Regions from separate parts of the Arachis hypogaea genome. Here region 1 is linked to region 2. Evidence: chromatin contacts called from public Hi-C data. All regions are on one chromosome and are shown on one strand. The core of a region is the stretch at or near the end of the contact, and the rest is flanking DNA. Distances in the headings are between cores, read along the strand shown. Region 1 holds the start of LOC112743675 (chlorophyll synthase, chloroplastic). Region 2 holds the start of LOC112743671 (protein SCO1 homolog 1, mitochondrial).

Region 1 (5,335 bases), core at 2,762-5,261, 330 kb before region 2:
TCGAAAAATAATGACCTCCTGGCCTCTTCTTCTTGAAAATAAATAAGCTAAGCAGCATTCATCTTTAGAACTAACTAACTCTACTTCAGCATGCAATGCATAAATACCAAAACACTGAATTTTAGTAACTTGAAAAAAAAAAAGAATCAAATAAATTAAATCAATAGCAACTGGCTACTAGATCTCTTAGCACAGTAAAAATGTACCACACCATGGCAAACTGATGTAACTTGCTCCAAGGGCCAGGTTTCCTATCCATCCATTTCGTTTTAACTAGAAAAAATTAGAACACTTGTGAAGCTTAGACAAATGACAATACAAGATAAACGAAACAAGTGATGAAATAATACATCTCTTTAAACAAAAGACATGGAAGACAATATAGTTGTAAACTCACCTTTCTAAATCGGGTACCAAATTACATGTTTTATTTAAAATCAGCACATATACAGAAGGATTAATATGCCTGAGATAGATGAAAAACTCGTTTTTGTCTTCCATGTTTTCTTTGGTCAACAGAAGATATTACTAGAAAGCGTAATGTTTTTTTTTGGGGCCCTACAATGAGTTTCAAAAATATTTAGTATTTAATTTGTTTTAATTTTGTCCCTAATGTCTTTGATAAGTTTCAAAAATAATCTTTTGTTAATTTTTTATAAATAACAATTAGTCAACCTTTTTTTTCAAATTTTACCCTTTAATCATCCTGTATTCTAAAACACTAAGTCAGCATGGAATTTGATGGTCTCACTATGTTTAAAACTTTTAAGTTGTACCAATTAAAAGTTATTAAATTGTAACTTTAATGTATTTTCAAAACAATCCTGTAGAATTTATATTTGTAAATGACTTATTTTCTTGCAGTTTTTTCCACACTTCACAAATATAAACAGAGTCATATACAACATTCTAACAATTGTCCAAATAGCTGACTTCCATTTGGACAATGGAAAAAAACATTGTCCAAAGGCGAGGGTCATGGCTGGGAAAGGAGGGCGAGGCAAAGGCAAATGTAGGGGGAGGACTAGGCCGGGGGGGGGGGGGGGGTGGATTTTGGAGTCAACGGATTAGAATTCGGGCCGGGGTTAAAGTTTTGAAATTTTGAATAATAAAAGATAAAATTTGTAGAAAAAAAAGTGATTTAATTCTTGACATTTAAAAATTAATAATAAATATTTTTAAATTGTTTGAAAATATTATGAATAAAAAGTATATTTTACGATATTAAAAGTTTAGAAATTTACTATAAAACTTAAATACCTTAAAAGGAGGTGCAGAATATATATAAGAGACCAGGGATCCACCTAGTGCAAGATCAAATATTGTTGGAAAAGTATGCCCTGCCTGCAAAATATAACATTTTAGCAACCTAAACTTGTCATAGATAAATTCACACCAACTTAAAAGAGATGGATCATTGAACTATTAATATTGTATGCGTACTACTGCACCCACCCATATGTCCAATATACCAGCCAAGGTTAGGCCTCCTAGTAGCAGAAACCATATTTGAGCTATTACCTGCACAGTTTTTAGCAGAATATATGCTCACAATAAGAGTACAGTAAATCTTTTGTGTCGTCACTCACAAAATAATAATGCCTTTTAGTTATGTAACAAAACATTTAATTAACCTACCGGACAAGTTAATCTCTCAAAATTAAAAAAATTAAAAACTTAATTTCATATACAAAAAGGGACTAATTTCTCAACTTTTTCCAAACGGTGAAGAAACATTATCCCCCTATGTTTTCTTTATTTTTTTTGTTAAGGCTTAGGTTGAAGATTTACCTTTTAAAAAATAGAGATCGTTGTTGTACTCTATAAAATTATAAGGTACCATAAGTATTCTCATGTTGTGTGTAGTTAGAAATTGCTGTGTCTCATTACTAAAATTAATAACTTTAAAAATTTTAAAAACTTGAAAACAAATCTTAAGAGAAGACATAAAAATCTGAAATTTACAACAGACCTCATTCTCAGATATTGCTCCGGAAGGAATTGGTCTGTAAGGTTCATTTATTGCATCAATTTCTCTGTCATACCAATCATTCATAGTCTGAAAGATTGAACACCCCAACAATTTAGCATCATCAAGTCAATTTATTTGTTACATTCAATAATAGCAGCTAGGGAAACATTGAACAACAATCAAATCTATCAGTACCTGTGTATATCCCATGAGAAATGGACCAGACATCATCATGCACACAATTGATTTAGCAACATCCTCAAAATCCCAGTGGAAATTTCCTTAACATTATCAGAAATTTGAATGATTCAAATCACATAGCTAAATTTATAGTCAATGTCTCAATGCATTAAAATCTGAAGCACTAACTTTGATCCTAGGATAAAATATGTATGACCAATCTTTATTATGACTAGGGATGACAAAAATACACGCGAAAGCGGGTACCCGTGGGTAGTACCCGCAATGGAGAGTTTAACGGGGACCCGCGAATAAATGAGGACGAGGTAGAGGTACCCAGCCCCATGGAGACCCGCCAAATCCCCGCAAAGGGTGAACTTATTAAAATACCCTCACTTATATATAAAGGTTATAATGTTACATTATTTTGTTGGCTATTTCTATTTCATTTTCTTTTTTGTGTAGGTTGGAGATTTTATGTGTTTGTGGATTATATAAAATTTGTCTTTGGATTGTGTTGTAAGATGATAAATTTGGTTGAATTGTATTGGATTATACTATGGTTGTATTAATTTTTTTTAGTTTTAAGGATTAATATTCATGGAAACCCGCAGGTATCCGCCTCTCCTGCGTGGAGAGAATTAAAAGGGAACGGGGGCAGGGGACATGATATCTATTGTCATCCCTAGTTATGACCACGCATGCAACATTTAATTAATTAATGTAATGGTAAAATTGATGAAGTTACCAGAGGCAGCAGCACCACAAGCTACCCCCCAAATTAATGGAGGCCAAGTCACAGGTTTTGTGAGTTGAAGACGAAGCTTACATTTGTTCTGCACAACATGGACTGCATTAAATGATCTAATGGGTAGATTTATGAAGTATTTTTTCTACATCAATTTATTTATTTTTTTTTTTTTAATAAAATCTACACCATTGAATTACTTAGCTTGTTGCATTGACAATGCAATGAACTCATAGATATGCCAATAATTGATACTAACTTAATGCAGATTAACAGGCACTGACAGATTGTAAAAGATACATATTCAGATTTATATGCGAAGTATGGCAGCGTAATTTAAATATAAAAAAAAATCACAAATCTAAATAAGAGAATGAGGAAAATTATTTGCAATGTGGTTGACTCACAGTTTCTTGGGCTGCTCCTTTAATACCAAGAAGTTGATTGAAGCTTGAACCGGTTTTAGTTTGTTGGTTAGGTTCATCAACTGCTCAAACCCCCAAATATAAAATAAATAAAATGTGTGAGAAATAGTACTAAGCAATGGGAAATGAACAACAAGAAGAAACCATTTTTTAAAAAATAAATTAAGAAAATTATAAATGACCTTGATTTCCAGCTGCTCTAATGGCTATTCTACTCCCTGCAATAATGTTAATACAAACAACCAAAAGCATAAAAAGGAGCAACCTTTAAACAATGTTTGGCTTCTTAGAAACAAATAAACAATGCATCGGATGCATGCAGGATCATTTGGCAACTTGGGTGTAGGAAATATAAAAGAAAATCCAAAAGGGTATTTAATTTGAGAACCTCAATACTCAATTAAGTCAACTTACTAGTGAATGGGAGAGGGAAAAATGGTGCAAGAGGAGGTCGAGAATGAACACTTGTGGTAGATGATGACGATGATAATGATGTTCTTGGTGAAACCGAAACTATTTTGAGTAGGGACGCCATTGAAGATTTATGTACGAGGTTTTTTTTTTCTGTTTGGACTTTTGAATCAGAGACAAAGACAGAGCAAATGAGAAAGGACTTGGCTTTTTGATGGCAATGTATGTTCTCATAGAAAGGACGTCTTTGAGGTTGACCTGAATCGAAGTTTTTTTTTTTTCTTTTTTTTTTTTACAGAGAGAGAAGAAAAGGGGGGGGGGGGTAGGTAGGTACATCTGAAATAAATATTTTAGTTGAATTAATTGTTGTAATAGAAATTTTAGGTAATCCAATTTTAGTTAGTTGATATTCGATTATTCGTCATTATGTTTAAGTCTAATTTTTTTTTAAATTTAGGATTTAGTGTTTATAATTTAGAATTTAAAATTTAAATTTTAATAAAAATTAATTTTTAATATTATTTTTTTTAACTAGCGTGACTATAATAAATAAATAATATTTTCTAATATCACTTATGTTATAGTTTAAAAATAATTAGTGTTTTGATAATATTTAATGTGAGATTAATTAAGATGATAAAATTTTAGTCTTATGATTGATTGTTTTAAGTTCAAATTCTAAGAATAATTTTTTTTCCTTTTCTTAAAGTGAAAAGACTAAAACATAGATGAGATACCAAATAGATATAGAAACTAATTTCAAGTATTAATTAAAATATTCTTTATATTTAAGCAATGGCTCTGAAAATTAAATTGGTCATCAAACTACTTTAATTTTTGGTTTATTGTTTTAGAGACTTAATCGTGGTTCAATAAAAATAATCTAATATTTATAAAATAATAAATAAACACAAAAAGATAAATATATTCTAATATAAATTTAAAAATTACATTAATAATAAAATTATAACATGGATTAAAATTTTATAATCTTATTTAAGTTTATAAACTAATAGTATAATATAAAAAAAATGAATAAATTAAATATGAATATATTCTAATAAAAATTAAAAATACACAAATTAAAAGTAAGATACTAACTAAAATCTCATAATTTTATATAAGTACAACACAAGAGTTAAATATAAAAAATAGTCAATATTAAAAATTAACTTCAAGATTTATATATGCATAAATTTTATATATTACATGTTATAAAATATTAAGAATAAACACACACAAAAATATTTGTCAATATAATCTATCTTAATCCCTAATTTTTTAATTGAAAAAATGTAGTCTATATCTTTTAATTTTTAATATATAGTTTAAATTAGATGTACTATATTAATATTTTAAAGATAAATATAATTTATAATAAAAACAAAAAAATAAATAAATATTAACAAAAGAAAAACACAATTTTGTTTTTGGTATACGAAAAACACAAATCTTGCTCATGAATAAAGGGGGAAAAAATAAAAAAGAAACAAGCTTTTCATTGGACTTAAAAAGGTTTTGGCCCAAATACATTATATGATATTAATATAATTACTCTAGTTCCCCCCTTTTCAGTTTGGGTTTTGGGCTTAGCCCATG
Region 2 (5,612 bases), core at 630-3,129:
AATTAATCAAACCAATAAAACACAACAAACTTAAAATACAATTGAAGAAATAACTCAACAATGTAGCAAAGGATCACAGAACACAACACCTATCAGAATGAAGGTAATAGAACGGAAGTAAGTCAAACTAACCCGTAAGCTCGCTTGATTTAATTCGTTACCAATTCTATAAACTAAACTCATGAGCTTGTAAATTAATTTCGAGCCTGAATTTGAATTTATATTTAAATAAATCAAGTTTGAGTTTAAATAAATTAGCTCATGAGTTTATAAAATGGCTCAATAATATATATGCATATAAAATTATAATTATATATTATATATTTTATAATTTTAATTTATAATAATAATATATAATTTTATACACACAATTATAACATTGTTATTTATTAAATATATGAGTGCATTAATTTTTGTCATATTTAAATTGTAATATATTTGTTTATTTTATTGTAGACTAAATAGATAATAAGTCTAATTAAATTATTTATGGTAAGAGAGAACGCTACTTTTAATAAATAAAGAAAAAAACCTTGATTACAAGAAGGAAGAATTAAAAAAATGTTACAAAAATGTGATATTCGTAGTTTGTACCAAATAATGCCACAAAAGATATGCAGTGTTCTAGACTTTTAGTTATATAGATCACCCACCCTTAAGGTTTTGAAAATCGAATTATTTTAGTTACTGATTTATTAATTCAATAGGTTCAACTATAATGTAATTGGAATAACTATTTTATAACAAAATAATAAAAAAATATACAAATAAACACAATAAAATATAATTACAATTTAATATAAATCTTAAAATATAATCTAAATTGAAAGTACTATATTAACCAAAATGTAATCAATTCATCCAAGTACAAATTCAAGAAGTCAAATAACAAAATTATAACAAGTGCTTCATGATTGATACTATCATTTATAACTAAAAAATATATAAAAATATCAATCAGACACAAATTATACAAGATCGTCATGAATTGAACAAGGGCAAGAACAATTATAAGTTTATAAACAGCAACCCAACAAGTTAACAAATTATAAGCCAGAAACAATTAACAAGTTATAACAAATTATAATAAAACAAGAACATGAGCATGAACATGAACTAAAAATCACAATAACAGGAACGATTAAAACACAGCATCAACACACAACACCAATAGGAACAATTAAAACACATCAACAAAGTGAAAAATATGAGAATGGCCATTGCTGAAAACAATAACTTCATACGTGTATGCTCAAAGAATCAAAGGCTAAGCTTCCATACACATAGTGGTAACTACCATCACTGGGAAAGTGAAGACCCCAAACAAAGAAACCTTCAATCACAGCTTAAAACAAAATTCACAATCCCCTCAAGTTGAAGCAGCAAGCAACTTGAAAACGGAAGCACCAAAAACCAACTTCCAAGAAAAAGATTCAGATCACCAATCCCAACCAGAAATAAAACCAAAGCTCAAAAACAAAGAGATCTAACACAGTGATGATTGAAGGAAAAAAACCTAAAAATCACCTTCCACTAGGGCTGGAACTCGAACACAGAAGAGGGAGAGGGAGAATAGATGAGGCCCGGAACTCAAACAACGAGAGAGAGGGAGCACAGATGAGGAACTCAAACTAGAAGACACAGGCGCGGAACTGGAACAGAGAATAGTTGGAGCGCGGCGGAACAGAGGCGGCGCGGCGGAAGTGGAATAGAGGCGACGCGTCTGAGATGATTCGACGAGTTGCGACGGCGCTGGAGCAGTGGGGACGGCGGCGACAACACAGCTTGAAGAAGAGAGAAAAGATGGAGGATTAGGGCTTTCCGGGTCTGGGAGTCGGTGTCGCGCGAGGAGGGAGCGAGGGGATTTTTTTTTTTTGAGTAAATTATTAGGTTAAATGGTTAACAGTTAAATTAATTTTTAAAAAATAAGATATTTTTAAATTTATTTTAATTTTTTTATCTTTATTAATAGTTTTTTTTTTTAAGATTAATCTTATAAAATATTAATTAATAACATATATAATATTTGATATATTTAATTAGATATTGATTACATATGTTTATCAAATTTTATTTCGTTATTTTTTTTAATTACAATAATTTTATTCCCAATATAACTTAGTAACTAAACTGATATATTTTTTTAAACATATTTAGTTAACGTCCAATTGAATATGTTATGTGTCATATATACTATCAGTTAATATTTTATATCATCAATTTTTAACAAAAATTATGCGTGGAGTAACTGAATGACAGATATGATTAATTCGTAATTTTTAAAGGAGCAATTTGATTGAAAAAATCTTTAGTGACAAATTTAAAGAATGCCTTATCTTTTTCAGACTAATTTGACTATTAACCCTTATCAAAATAGCACCAAAAGTTTATAACTTTATATTGCTCATAAAAGTAAATCTTAAAAGATGTTAACTATGCATAAATCTTTGAAAAATTTAAAACATGACAAAAAATATTTTAAATATTAAATATATATTTAAAAAAATAATTTTAGAGATAAAATTTTTGATAAGGGAATAGAACAAGAAAACCAAGAAACCAAAGTACTTGCTTTTTTTGACAGTAAGATAAATTAACTTGTATCAATTATAACAGCTACTATATATATAAATATAACAGTCATATGTCCATTGTGGTTTCCATAAAACAATTACAATAAGCATTTACAATTCAATTTTAATTTCTCAATTCATCTCTATATTGATTCTTTCTGATATGAAGAGCTGAGGTTCGGATCTCATAGGATCTATTGTTCCAATTAATACTACTACACATTTTTCTATTCCTACCATGCCTTTTCTTGATAAATTAGATGAAAAATCATTCAAGATTTAGCAACATCTTGCTCTTCACATCATTAGTGACAACTAGTATTTTTATCCGTAATAACATTACAAGAATATAAACTTTTGAAAATTACGGATCACTTTGTTCTGATAATATAGATTATGCATGTCGCAAAAAATTTATAAAATCAAACTACTTTTACCAAAAAAAAAGTCATAGGTTGACAAAAGTCTCTGGCTAAGAAGACCAAAATCTCTATAGATAAAAAATCAAATAACAAAATTTTTAGTTATTATTTTAATATTAAAAAGTCTAATTTTTTATTTAAATTATATTATTTTGTTTAATTTTATTTTCTGTAAAACAAAGAGGTAGAAAAATTAGAGAATAAGAGAAAAGAGAGAGAAAGATAAAGATGAAGAATGAGAGTGAAAGTGAGAATGAGAGAGTTATGTTAATTTTGAAAGAAAATATTTTATTTTAATTGTAATAAAAATATATCAGATGACATATTTTGATTTGTCAAATTACTAATATAAAATATAAATTATATATAGAATGAAAATGGTAGAGAGAAATAGAAAATAGAGAGAGGTAGATGAGAGAATTTAAGAAGGGAGTTTATTAATTTTAGAGAAAAATATGTTCTCTCAATTTTAATAAGAGAGTGTCATGTGATACATTTGATTATTAAATTAGATAGTAATATATGATACATAATAATAATATAGGTATATTTCAATTTTAATTTTAATGCAATTAAAGAATGTCATGTTGTACATTCTGATTTTAAAATGAATAATTAGTAATTGATATTGATGATAATATATTAAATAGATAGAGTGGTTGAAGGAATAAGAGAGATAGAAAAATGAAGAAGGAGGTGGGGAGAACTCTCTAATTTTGAAGGGAAATATTTGATTTCAATTGCAATGAGGGAGCAAGGTTCTGAGAACCGAACCGGTTATCGACCGCTCTAATTACTGGTTCACTAGTTTATTGGTCCAACCAGTCTAACCGTGATTCAACCAAAAAAACCGTTTTAAAATAAAATAATAAATAAATTATAAATAAACATCCTAAAATATAACTCATCCCATTTTTGTCTCATGACAACACTATCATTCAGACAACATAATCATTGAATACAATGCAAAGCTACTTATTCATTGAGATCTCACATTATACAAACAACTTTCATGACTTAAGTTCACATTTTCAGCAAACAATTGTAACCAATGTTATTTTTTCTTTTACGATGATATGTACAAATCACGTATAGTACAAAACTACAAACTAACTGGAAATAGATATGAGCTTAGATGCATGATTATGTAGTCTAGTGAGGTGAATTTTTGTCTCTGTTGTTAACATGAGATTATACAGTGCTCCCCCTTGAATTTGTCTCCAAGAAACATTATAATATTCATGAATTCACAAAATGTTTACTCTAGGGAACCAGAGAGCATACATACTGGACTAGGCAAATAATGCTTAACTACATTGAATAAATTTGCATGGCCTTGACATGACTTTGACTAATAACACAGATACAAATATGCATTGAAATAACCCCAATCATAAACACCATTACCAAATTAAATAAAAAATCAACCAAAAATCACCTTGCAAATCAAAAACTCAATCTCTTGAACTCAATAATTACATCCGATATCCAACTAAATAATTGCATCACAGTTATCATAAACTGATTTCAAAGCCTAGAAGCAGAGTGAAATTAAAAACATGAAGCATATAATAAATCAAAAGATCACCAATAGCAAGTTTTTTAATAAGAACAGAAGTTAAGAACAATGAAAAATGAAAAAAGATTCAACAGTTTTCAACCCAATTTTAATAAAGCTCATCACAATGATTAACAACAACAAAAAGTACTGAAGGAACAGTGAATCAGTAACAGGCGGTGCAAATTTAAAATTTAAAAGTTATCAATTTAAAATTTTTCATCAAATACAATCAGTGAGCAAAGCCAATCAACCAAGCACTAACTAAGTATTCTGTTCTCATTCTGTGACTAGGAAGCAACAAATTCAGCCACAAATTCAAGTTACAGCAACAAATTTAACAAATCCAAGTAAAGTCCCAATTTACAGTAACATTTAGATTAGCAACAAGGCAAATTTAATTAGCAATTCAGCAACAATCAGTGAGCAAAGCCAATCAACAAAGCACTAACTAAGTATTCTGTTCTGATTCTGTGACTAGGAAGCAACAAATTCAGCCACAAATTCAAGTTACAGCAACAAATTTAACAAATCCAAGTAAAGTCCCAATTTACAGTAACATTTAGATTAGCAACAAGGCAAATTTGATTAGCAATTCAGCAACAATCAGTGAGCAAAGCCAATCAACAAAGCACTAACTAAGTATTCTGTTCTGATTCTGTGACTAGGAAGCAACAAATTCAGCCACAAATTCAAGTTACAGCAACAAATTTAACAAATCCAAGTAAAGTCCCAATTTACAGTAACATTTAGATTAGCAACAAGGCAAATTTAATTAGCAATTCAGCAACATGCAAAAATACAGGGAGAAGGGAAATCTGAAAAAGAGAAAACAGGGAAGGATGGTGCAGGGACTCACCAACGGTCGACGGCGAGTCGGCAACCACCCCACGGAAGGCGACGAAGCAAGAGACAACCCCACGAGTTGCTTCTGCCGCCGGCAACGAGACAGACGAACCACGAGATGCCAGTGACTGAGACAAGACTCGAGTGAGACTGGGAGGCAGAATCGAGCAGAGACAACCACGGACGACGAGCAGCAACCAACACGCACAGCTC

Evidence for each region. A called contact is a pair of places that touch in the nucleus more often than the background predicts.
Region 1: a contact with region 2 is called in a Hi-C map of leaf, with 3 times the contacts expected there. The contact joins the promoter of LOC112743675 here to the promoter of LOC112743671 in region 2. A contact is called at or near these places in 3 of 8 Hi-C or Micro-C datasets (leaf and an unstated tissue).

What each region holds. Positions count from the first base shown.
Region 1 is chr14:109,892,253-109,897,587 of arahy.Tifrunner.gnm2.J5K5, reverse strand. LOC112743675 (chlorophyll synthase, chloroplastic) reads right to left here and starts at 4,011. Exons shown (of 15, transcript XM_025792972.3): 1 at 3,740-4,011; 2 at 3,508-3,543; 3 at 3,308-3,387; 4 at 2,901-2,988; 5 at 2,168-2,253; 6 at 1,973-2,059; 7 at 1,456-1,521; 8 at 1,261-1,344; 9 at 212-273. The coding sequence starts at 3,860.
Region 2 is chr14:109,559,429-109,565,040 of arahy.Tifrunner.gnm2.J5K5, reverse strand. LOC112743671 (protein SCO1 homolog 1, mitochondrial) reads right to left here and starts at 1,879. Exons shown (of 8, transcript XM_025792970.3): 1 at 1,528-1,879.